2 separate regions of the Zea mays genome follow, and region 2 is linked to region 1. Evidence: chromatin contacts called from public Hi-C data. All regions are on one chromosome and are shown on one strand. The core of a region is the stretch at or near the end of the contact, and the rest is flanking DNA. Distances in the headings are between cores, read along the strand shown. Region 1 holds the start of LOC100277439. Region 2 holds the start of LOC100191949 (transcription initiation factor TFIID subunit 9B).

Region 1 (5,623 bases), core at 9-2,508:
AAGCGTGGGCCGCCGGCCTTGTATCTTCTTGTACATGTAGAGATCCTAGATCCCTTAAACCCTAGCTAGTAGCTAGATATATAGAACAGAACTGAATCAGCAGTAGTAGTAGTGCTTTGATTCTTGAGAGAGAGAGAGAGAGAAGTAGTATCAGCGGCAGGCAGAAGACAAAGAAGAATCCAAGCTAGCTAAATAGAGTAGAGAGACGGAGACGACGGAGTAAGTAGTCGTGGGAAATGGTAGGCAAAACGAATATAAAGCGCAGAGTGTTGAGCCTTGACACGCGCGCAAATCCATGGTACGTACGTACGGGTCCGCACGTGCCCGGAGGCCTAAACTAATAAACCAGCAAGCCCAGAGGATTAAAGAACTACTAAGCTAGCTTTCAAGGTAACGGTCTCATGAATCGCCCCACTGCTGCTAGTGCTAGCTAGCGCTAGCGTTTCAGTTTCTCTCGCGGCCGGCCGGATCGAGCGAGAACCACCAACCAGAGCTAGCGCAACTGGTAATTTCAATTTCGTTATCCTCAATTCGTCATCCTTTGTTTGTGCAGTCTGCACGTACGCATGCGATTGCATTTTCAGTACAGAGAGAGAAAGGGAAGCGCATCTGACTCAGCAGCAAGGAACATATAGAGAACGTATCTTGTGCGCAAGGAGCGTTGGTGCTCCCATGAGCAAAATTAATCCAGACCACAACCTCCACATCCAACGGTGCTGTGTCAGGGGGTTTTGTAAAATGTTCTTTACAACTCTGAACATTTTACAAAAACCCCCCTGACGCAGCACCGTTGGATGTGGAGGGTGTGGTCTGGATTGATTTTGCTCATGGGAGCAGCAGGGCTCCTTGCTCATAAGATATGGTGTCATATAGGTGATGCATGCAAATTAAAATGCGGAAAGGCCCGGCAGTCGGGAAGACGGCCGAGCAGTGCAGCGTAATCGATGATGGAGTGATATGAGAGGTGGTGGTATGCGAGCATGTGCAGGTGAGGTTTATATATTAGTATTTATTAATTAATGCGTACTGTAGTGTACCTCGAGGAAGCCGATCTCCCGGTGGAGCGCGTCGACGGCGAGCTGGAGGCGGTGGCGGCCGCAGGGGTCCGGCGAGGCAGGCGGCGACTTGGGCCTCGGCGCCGCCGCAGCTGCCATCGTACACGTCGTCGATTGTTATAGTGGACGAACGAGCGATGGATTGGATCGACGAGCTCGCTAGCGAGCCGAGCCTAGCTACCAAGCTACTCTAGCTGGTTATACGTAGTGCGCGGGTGCGCGCGCGGCAAGGGCTTGATGGCAGAAGCGGAATGGGGCCGAGCTTATTGCTGGCGAGGGGAGAGCAAGAGCAAGCAAAGCCAGCACAGCAAGTGCAAAGGAATCGAATGATGGGAGGCAGAGAGCCTACTAGGCTAGAGGCGCAGCAGCAGCGAGCGAGCGCGAGGAGGATTAAATGGCGGTAGTGGAGCGAGCTGCTGCAGGCCAGCACATGGGGGTGGGGAAGGGGGAGAGGAGGATGAGGAGGAGGAGGACGGGGCGAGCTGCAGCGTGCAGTGGGATGGTGGCGGGTTGCCGTTTCGGGCGGCAATGATCAATGATGGAGGGGAGAGAGAGAGAATAGAGAGAGAAGAGAGAGACAGCGGCAGCCAAGCCTTCGTTTCTCTCTTTCCGGGTAGTATACCCTAGTGTTGCTGTGGCTGTGCTGCGAGAGAGAGAGAAAGAGATGGTAGTACGGTACTAGTACTACTACTCCGGTGCAGCAATGCAAGCTCGCAACGCGCAGCTATAGCTAGCTAGCTAGGCCGCCAGTCCGCCACCACTGGCTGAATCTGAGACGAGACTGCTGACGAGTGAGCTAGGAGTAGAATCTAATGCGAGTACCATGCATATGCATGAGGGAGGGCCGGGGGGAAGAGAAAGAGAGAGAAGGGGTGTGACAGCAGAGGAGAGAGACTGGCCGTGGCCGGGGCTTGAAAGATTGTCGGGGCCGGATCTAGAGACGGGCACAGTCTCAGAGAGAGACAGAGGGAGGGATCCAGCCACCCGTCCAGGCCTCGCCGCTGGGTCTGGGTGGGTCCATCCGCGACGATGCGGAGGAGCTAGCAAGCATATACACTACTACTCCTACTGTAGCTAGCTCCAGGCCGCTACTCTACTCATGCGTGCTCTCTGCTATCTGCTCTCTCGTCTGTCGCGCTGCTACACGTGCTTCTCCCCTAGCTATGCTATGCTATGCCCTGCCCTGCCCCCCTGGACCTCGGAGATGGTTTGTCATCACACGCTTCATTGCAGCAATCATATGTTCCCACAGCCGTGCGTCGCCTACAACCTTATTAGCGCCCGTTGGAATGCCCTGAGATTCGAGATGTCAAGAATCCGTACGTGCTCAGCTCAGTCAATCCAAACGGGGGTAGTGTTTTGAGGACAAGTAGAAAGTCATATTTATTAATCCTACAGTCTTCTTTTCACGGGGTAGTATATATATATATATGTTCAAATTAATATACGACATCGCGAAGTCCAAAAGGCTCCAGAGCGCGTTACAAGGGACATGTACAGTGGAGAGACACCAAACCGGTTCTCCAAGCACAGGAGATAACTAAGACCTTGTTCGTTTGTGTCGGATTGGTGGGTCGGAACGATTTCGAGCCGGATTACTTCTCTAATTTATATAAACTTTGATTAGCCGGAACGATTCCGGGTACAATCCGATGTAAACGAACAAGGCCTAAGAGACTCTATTGTACAATGGAGTGTCTATAAACGTAGTCTATTAATAAATACATAATTAAATGTATTTGTATAGCATCAGATCGATAGAACAGAGGACAAATTCATACAGTGAAAAGTGAGGCGTCTGTTGCTACTTGGTTTACGAGCCAGAGGCGTCTCTTCACGGAGAGATGGCTCTAAGATTTTTTTGCAAATAACCCCCTTAAACACCTTAAGAGCCTCCACATTAAACACCACTGTACATGGCCTAAGGAGAAGAAGTCTTTAAATGGTTAAAATTCAAGCTGATATGAAAGAGAAAAGAACTCTCCACTTGATTGTTCCTTTAGCATATATATTCAACTTAGGAACAAAAGCGCAAGTGAATAAGTGAGAACTTCATGGAAGAAAAAATAACCACGATAGAAAGATGCACAGGTGACACGGTGATTATATCCCATGGTTCGGTCAATGCCTACTTCATATTGTGGTGACCTCCTTCGGTCAAGGGTTGCATTGCACTCAACCCCTCTCAAGTGATCCAAAGATCAAACTTGGGTACCACACTTTTCTTCCTTATCTCAAGTTTTTTCCCTTTGTGAGGAATCTCAACAATTTTGAGTCTCTCACCCTTACACAATTGATCACAATTAAACCGCAAGAGTTAAGGGAGGGAATAGAACCACACACACGAGACAAACTTGCACTGACTCACGCACACAAAGCGAGAGAGAGGAGCACAAAGACAACATAACGGAGTTACAACTCAAAACAAGTGCCCAAATCTCAATCTACTAAAGCAAAGGCTTGAATTCGATGTCTCGGCGTTGTTGGATGTTCAGTGAGTGCTTTATAATAAGGGGAAGAAGTCCAAAAGGCCCGAGAGCGCGTTATAATAAGGGGAACAAGTCTTTAAATGGTTAAAGAGTATCAAATTAGAATCAAGGTGATATGAATACAGAGAAGAGAACTCTCCAATTGACCGTTTCTTTAGAATATGTATTGAACTTAGGAACAAAAGCGTAAGTGAATAAGTGAGAACTCTATGGAAGAAAAAAATAATCACGATAGAAAGATGCACAAGTGACACGGTGATTCTATCCCGTGGTTCGGTCAATGCCTACTCCATGTTGTGATGACCTCCTTCGGTCAAGGGTTGCACTCAACACCTCTCAAGTGATCCAAAGATCAAACTTGGGTACCACGCTATTCTTCCTTATCTCAAGTTTTTTCCTTTGTGAGGAATCTCAATAATTTGAAGTCTCTCACCCTTACATAATTGATCACAATTAAACCCCAAGAGTAAGAGAGGGAACAGAACCACACACACGAGACAAACTTGCAGTGACTCACGCACACAAAACGAGAGAGAGAGGAGCACAAAGACAACACAGTGGAGTTACAACTCAAAACAAGTGCCTAAATCTCAATCTGCTAAAGCAAAGGCTTGAATTCGATGTCTCAGTGTTGTTGGATGTTCAATGAGTGCTCTATAATAAGGGGAAGAAGTCCAAAAGGTTCAAGAGCGTTATAATAAGGGGAAGAAGTCTTTAAATGGTTAAAGTCTCGAACTAGAATCTACCTCATCCGTTCTAAAATATAGTTTTCTATAGCCCATTTTTTCATCCACATTCATCCAAATGATAATAAATATAAACATATATGGAAACTACATTTATATGTTACATATTTGATTAGTCTAAAACGAATTATATTTTATAACAAAAGTAGTATATATGATCTTCCCCGCTCGGCTGCCATGGATATAAGAATATGCACCACCGCACGCACATGATCCAAGATAAAAAATAGGTTGTGTTTTGTTCAAAACCTAAACCGTGAAATAGGTAGGGATTTCCTACGTCTAGATTCTCGGTGCCGCCCGTTTGAATACCACCAGAGATTCTAGGTGCGAAAATTCGATGATTTCATCGACTAGCCATAGCGACCACACACTAGCTATAAATTATTGGATCTGTCCTAATTCATAATTTGTCTGACTTTTTAACCAATTTTGACCAGTTTGTCTTATTCATTTTTGAAATTAATAATACCACAATAATAATTAATAATTATTATGATTTTTTAAATAAGACGAGCCGATCAAACTTGGGGTAAAAAAAGTCAAACGAATTATAAATTGGAGCGTATGGAGTAATATTTATATCCATTGATAACCCAAAATATATATGCATATTAATATACACATTCACAACACATATATCTTCATCCATACCATATACATTCACAAACACACATTCATCTACATCACATACATTCACAGACACATATATTCATTAACATCATATACATTAACATATATCATTCCATACCATATTGATCAATCATAAGAAGTCTTCAAGTATCATCAAATATTCAAGTCTTGACTGTTTGAACTAACGTCACAAGTACCAATATTCATACATCAAATTAGTTTAAACATGGACTTGTAAGATGGTTAGAATTCTCATCACTATCTGGAGTGTAGTTAAACAATTAGTTGACAAATGGCTAATTATGGATGAGTCTAAAAACTTGCAAACTTGTAACACTCTGTCCACTCTTGGACCGACGATACTTACTCCTGGCAGCCCTATAGGATCATAGACCATCCTTACAAACCAACATGAGTCTTTTGTGTGCACTTTGTTCTCACTCGTACGCACCTGAGAAGACTTCTCGATCGATCACCCATCCTAATATTGCTCTAGGCCAAGCATGCTTAACCTACAAGATCTTTCGAGACAAGCTTCCGAAAAAGAAGATGTGCCTTATTGGTATGAGTATTCTATCAATCCTATTAATCCTTGGGCTAGGATATCATAATCTCTCCATTAGAAGACCGATGTTCTTATCGGTCAACCCCAAGCCATGAACCTCTCCTCTTGGCCACGTCTATGTGCCAATGTGGTCAT
Region 2 (5,566 bases), core at 2,509-5,008, 310 kb after region 1:
TCTTTTGTGCCAGGAAAGCTTCGACGAAGGCAAGTCCATCCTTCTCTTGATGCATAATTTACCTATTTCTCTCTGCCACTACCTAAGCCGGGATTTAGGGATGGAATCTATCTGCATAGTGAGCATGAGAGAGCCCGCATTAACTAATACCTTTTGATCACAAGATATGGGATAAGAAAAGGGGTATGAATAACGATGTTTTCCAAAAAGTGTGCGATGAAGGGTATTCACCCTCATCATTTGGTGAGTAGGATGATCAGGGACTCCCTGGTTTAGGGGAGGGCCTAAGGTGATGGCTCAACTGGTTTAGGCGTGACCAGAAGGATTGTCCTCTCGTATAAGGACCGGTTTGTCATCCTTCACTACCTGTACTCATGAAAAGTACAACCACTCGAGGCTGTGTGGGCAGTCACTCGATCTGAACTCGTACGGTCCAACCCCAGGGTTATGAAGGCTGGGGAGCACCGGGAGGATAAGGAGGGGGAATGTTTTGTCCGGTTTGGATATGGCGGTGGCCTGACTTCTTCCGGTATAACCATTAAGGTTAGGACGTGCGAGGAAGGAAAGAGATTCGGATTCGGATCTCATTGGCCGTGAGATCGCAGAGCCGGACTAGTGGGTAAAGTGTACCCCTCTGCTCAGAGTTTAAACCTATTCGAATAGTCCGTGTCCACTAGTATGGACAAGTCTGGTGTGGTATGACAATTAGTGTTTCTACAACAACTAGGAACAGGGAAATATTTGTGAGTGTGAGTGTGTCTCTAGAAAGGAAAATGGTGCCACGGGAGCAGGAAGATCAGTGGTGGTTAAGCAAGTGTCATTTCTATTGTTTCGGGAAAACCCTAACAACAAGTATTGCCTTTCTCTGAGAAAAAGAAGAGTGAATTTAACTCCACCATATGAAGCATGTATGATATAGGTCTCTTTCTCTTTACGGGAGCCGGGTGGGCTAGCGGAATGCCGGAATACCTAGTGTATTCACCCAGACTTATTTATGTTTTTCAGCAGCTGAAGACTTCTTTTCTGTTATGCTTGATTGAAGGGGCTGTGTCTTCACCCAGTTCTGCATGTGGCTTGGGCTAATTTATCTTCCACTGTGTTTTATAATTCCGGCTCACTCTCGAGCTTGTACCCCCGGTATTGTAATAACATTTACTCAGACTCTGTACTATTTGAAGTAAGGAATGTGGTTACTAGCCTCCTGGGACTAGTAATTGTATCACATTTGAGTCCCAAAGGATCGGGACGCTTCAAAGATGCATATGCGAGACTTCACAGAAACGATGCTATGTGACGCACACGTAGAGAGGTTGTGCGATGTCTAGACACCGGTTAGCACCTGCCACGCGCCATGATGCCAGGCGACAGAGAGACATGTGTAACACAAGCGTGAAAGAATTTGAAACACAGTTTAGGAACCAGATCCGATTTCAAGAATTAGAGTTTGGGCAAGACGTCGATGGCTCAACCCAAACGATATTGGATTCGATGTTTTGAAAGATTACTGAAGTCTGAATTTTGCAAAATAAATTAGGACATTTTAGACAGATGGAGACATACACGATATCAAAATCGTGATACACAAAGATGATTAAAATTTAGTGTCCATTTTATTCACCGCTATTACGTGTTAAAGTTCGTACTCGTGGTCGAGCAGACGATAGACACCTGGGGTGTTACATCTACGGACCTCCCGCGCCCTCACTGTCGGGGGAGGCCCATGTGTGATTCGGCCCATAGTGTTGGGCCCCGCGACAACAAGTGCGATAAGGGTCGTGTCTGTAATAGGGTTTACCTTACTGACTATCTGTAACCTCCCCTCGTGGGATTATTCTAGGGATAAACCGGGTACTCGAGGGTCTAAACGTCTTTGATAGGGACAGGCAGCCCCTCGATTACCTATAAATACCCCCGTACAGTGCCCGCACACGGGAGATTAACGAAGCTTTTGGCATTCCATGCTAAACTTTGCAAACACACTTTCCACTCCCTCGTTGGATCAACTTACCCAGACAGGCAGGTTCCCAACATAAATGCAGAAATTGTGTAAGTAATAGGTATAAAACACAATCATCAAAGGCATAAACATAGATCAGGGGAGTTCGTCGCTGGAGGACGGCCCCGAGGCCGTCGGATCGGAGGTGGTCATCGTCGGAGGATGCCCGAGATGCACTGCATTAGAGGAGGTCTTCGTCTTTGAATGCTGTCGTTGGCGTCTCCTCCGTCGCCGCTCACGTCTCATGAGGTCGTGGCCGACGCCACCGCTCGCGCCTCAGGCGACGCGGCCGCCATGGAGCTCGTGTCTCGGGCACCGCTCGCTGATGTCGCCTGACGCTCATCGATGTCGCCCGCCTCTCGCTGATGTCGTGCCTCTGGCGCCCCTCGCGCCTCACGCTGTCGCTAGGCATCGAAACCCTAATCCCTGGGTCTATGCTGTTTTTATAGACGCCCGGAGTCTGGGTCAATTTGAGGTGGTGCGATTGAACCGTATGACAACATTTGAACCAGAGCTTTCTCTAGCTTTTGGAAGCACACTGCTCAAAATATATAAAAGTATGTATATAAGTATGAGCGCGTACTCAATACATTCACCTATATTCATATATACGAGCATGTACCTATACGCATCTATAAACATGCGGATATGCATACAATAACGGATATGAATTTTGCTCAACTTTGAATGTAGACATAACTTGTCTCAAATGCAACACTAGAGTAGTGGTTAGTCTACTAATAAAAAAAATGCAACACATATACATATAAGTACGGGCGTGTACTCAATACATAGTTACATACGCCTATATTCATAAATACGACCATATACTTATACATATCTATAAACATACCGATACACATACAGGAACATATAACCCTTCGTCCCAAAATAGTATTTATTTTAGCTTTTAATTTTTATATTTATATTCAAATAGATGATGATGAATTTAAATGCATATATAAAATAAATACATCAAACTTTGTGTGAATTTATTAATATGTAAACATACAATCGTTAAGGGTGTGTTTGGTTAAGGAGAATGGAGGGCTTCATTCTAGTTTATGAATATTTGATTTCCAATAAAAGAGAAGCGAAGCGGCTCATAAAGTCTCTATATAGAAATTTATTATAAATAGTTGAAGTGTCCCCGCTCCACCAAAATAGTCGGATGCGAGCGCTCTTTCGGACGCGAGTATTTTTCTCTCTTCTCACCTCTATACTCGTATGACTCTTTAATTAAACAAAGAACAGAGTGGATCTGTTCTGTTATACCCTTTAACCAAATAAAAAATAGAATAGCTCTATTCTGCTTGCAAAACACACCTTAAGATAGCTTTAGAACGATTGTGGTTCAACTAATTGACAAAATCCAAAAAACAATATGGTACCAAAATAAAAGGTAATTGGAAGCTCTAAATTAGTAGATAATGGTTAAAAAAAGGTAACAGAGAGACTCGAGTGCTAAATTAGCTTATGCAATGAAATAAAAAAGGAAAAAATAAAAAAGAAAAAGAGAAACAATTAAAAAAGTCGATAAAAAAGAAAAAGAGAAACAATTTAAAAAGTCCGACGCCTGAGAGATTCGAACTCTCGCGGGGAAACCCCATGTACTTAGCAGGCACACGCCTTAACCACTCGGCCAAAGCGTCAGTTGCTGCAGTACAGAATATTTGACAATATAAGGTAGTTAAACATAATCTCTCCGTGTGCTGAAGCAGGTTGCCTGAGCCCCTGACACGGTGACACCACACTCCCGAAACGCCGAAACCCCACCCCGCACCACTCATGGACGCCGCCGGCGCGCGTCCATCGGCACCGTCGGCCGCTGCTGCCGCAGTCGCCGGGGCCTCCGTCGCGGACGAGCCCCGGGACGCGCGGGTGGTGCGGGAGCTCCTGCGCTCGATGGGTCTCGGTGAGGGCGAGTACGAACCCCGCGTCGTGCACCAGTTCCTGGACCTGGCCTACCGATACGTCGGAGACGTGCTAGGGGACGCCCAAGTCTACGCCGACCACGCCGGGAAGGCTCAGATCGACGCCGACGACGTCCGCCTCGCCATCCAGGCCAAGGTCAATTTCTCCTTCTCCCAGCCGCCGCCGCGTGAGGTACCAATCCTACCCTATTCTCAGTTTGGGCAAATCAGTTGGCTTATGTTTATTTTCTTCTATCCCCGCCAAAGCAACTTTCTCCCTGCGTTGGTTTTATACGGCCGAGTCCATGAAACCTAGTTATTTTGCTGCCCGTATAGTTGAAACTTGATTTTGAATTAGTTTTGTTTTTGCTGGATTAGTTTGGTCGAGAACCTGATATTTCTTTACCATTGTTTTTGTTAATATAATATTAATAAGAGTTTTGCTGGCATCTCTCTAATCATGAAGTAGTATCTACTATTTATAGTCTTAGTGAAATTATGTCTTTTTAAATTTATTAATTGGTCCCTGCTCAATTCCGTTGATAGAGAGATGGAAATGTCGATATACAACATAGATTCAGAAAGAGTTTAGATACTAAAAGCCACATAGATCAGAGACAATAACATCCTAATCCAAAACATAACCATTAAGAGAAGATTCAGAATTCTAAACTACTACAAAAATTAATTATTCATGTGTTGTAATAAATTCTTGAAGTTTCAAAAGCTGTGTCTTCATGCATTCTAATGGTACTTATCATTCCCGTGCTGCATTGCAGAATATGGTGATCTTTTTACTTCCTATGTCTGTAACAATTTTTGTTATTAAAACCACTTTGGCCATACACTAGGATCATATTGGTTAGGAACTAGCTTTCATATGGGAAAATGACAGCTAGTGCATTGCGTGCTACATAAGCTTTAAATGGTTCAGTTTGAAATTGATTGCCACCCACCAGCTGCATTTTAAATTTGTAGATGTAGATAATTCCTGATTGATACTTGTAGGATTGAACACTGTTGCATTAGGGTATTGTATTTTGTTTTTTATTTCAGATTTCCCTCTGTTCGTAATCAAAGGTGAACTTCCTCTGTACCATAACACTCTGGTTGTTGCATTGCATCTTGATTTAGGAAGATAATAATTTATAGCTAAATTGAAATCATCCATCTTTTAATGATTCCTCCACATTCTTAAACGTCATCTAAGACTAATACTTGGCATAATACTAGAACTGCACTGAACTAATCTGCTTTGTCGTTTGGTTGTATTTGTCCTTCTGCCTCAGGTGTTTCTTGTGTTTCAAAATCTTCATTTTATGCATCTAAATATGACAAGGCTATTGACACTTTTTGTCCAGATTCTTTGATAAAATACTCTGACTCACCAATTCCTATTGGTTCTGTTAATTGACTATCTGCTATAATATTTTGATCTGTTGAGAAGTTCATACAAAGTACGGACTAACCTATGAGCAGAACCATATAATCAAGTGTTCCATATGACCATTCAGTGATAAAGTGATGTTATGGGTATGAAGTGTTTGAGTGCTTCCTCACGACACCTAGTACTGAGTTTTAAGGTGCATTTCTGGAAGATTACAATGTCGCGAACACAATTGATTTCTCCTTGCTTGTTATGGGCATCAGCGGCATC

The links. A called contact is a pair of places that touch in the nucleus more often than the background predicts.
Region 2: a contact with region 1 is called in a Hi-C map of ear, with 2.3 times the contacts expected there. The contact joins the promoter of LOC100191949 here to the promoter of LOC100277439 in region 1. A contact is called at or near these places in 2 of 25 Hi-C or Micro-C datasets (ear and leaf).

Annotation. Positions count from the first base shown.
Region 1 is chr1:71,249,980-71,255,602 of Zm-B73-REFERENCE-NAM-5.0, forward strand. LOC100277439 reads right to left here and starts at 1,259. Exons shown (of 5, transcript NM_001367324.1): 1 at 1,038-1,259. The coding sequence starts at 1,154.
Region 2 is chr1:71,554,465-71,560,030 of Zm-B73-REFERENCE-NAM-5.0, forward strand. It overlaps LOC100191949 (transcription initiation factor TFIID subunit 9B), which reads left to right and starts at 3,759. Exons shown (of 2, transcript NM_001137373.1): 1 at 3,759-4,102. The coding sequence starts at 3,785. TRNAS-GCU (transfer RNA serine (anticodon GCU)) reads right to left here and starts at 3,648; the gene lies at 3,567-3,648.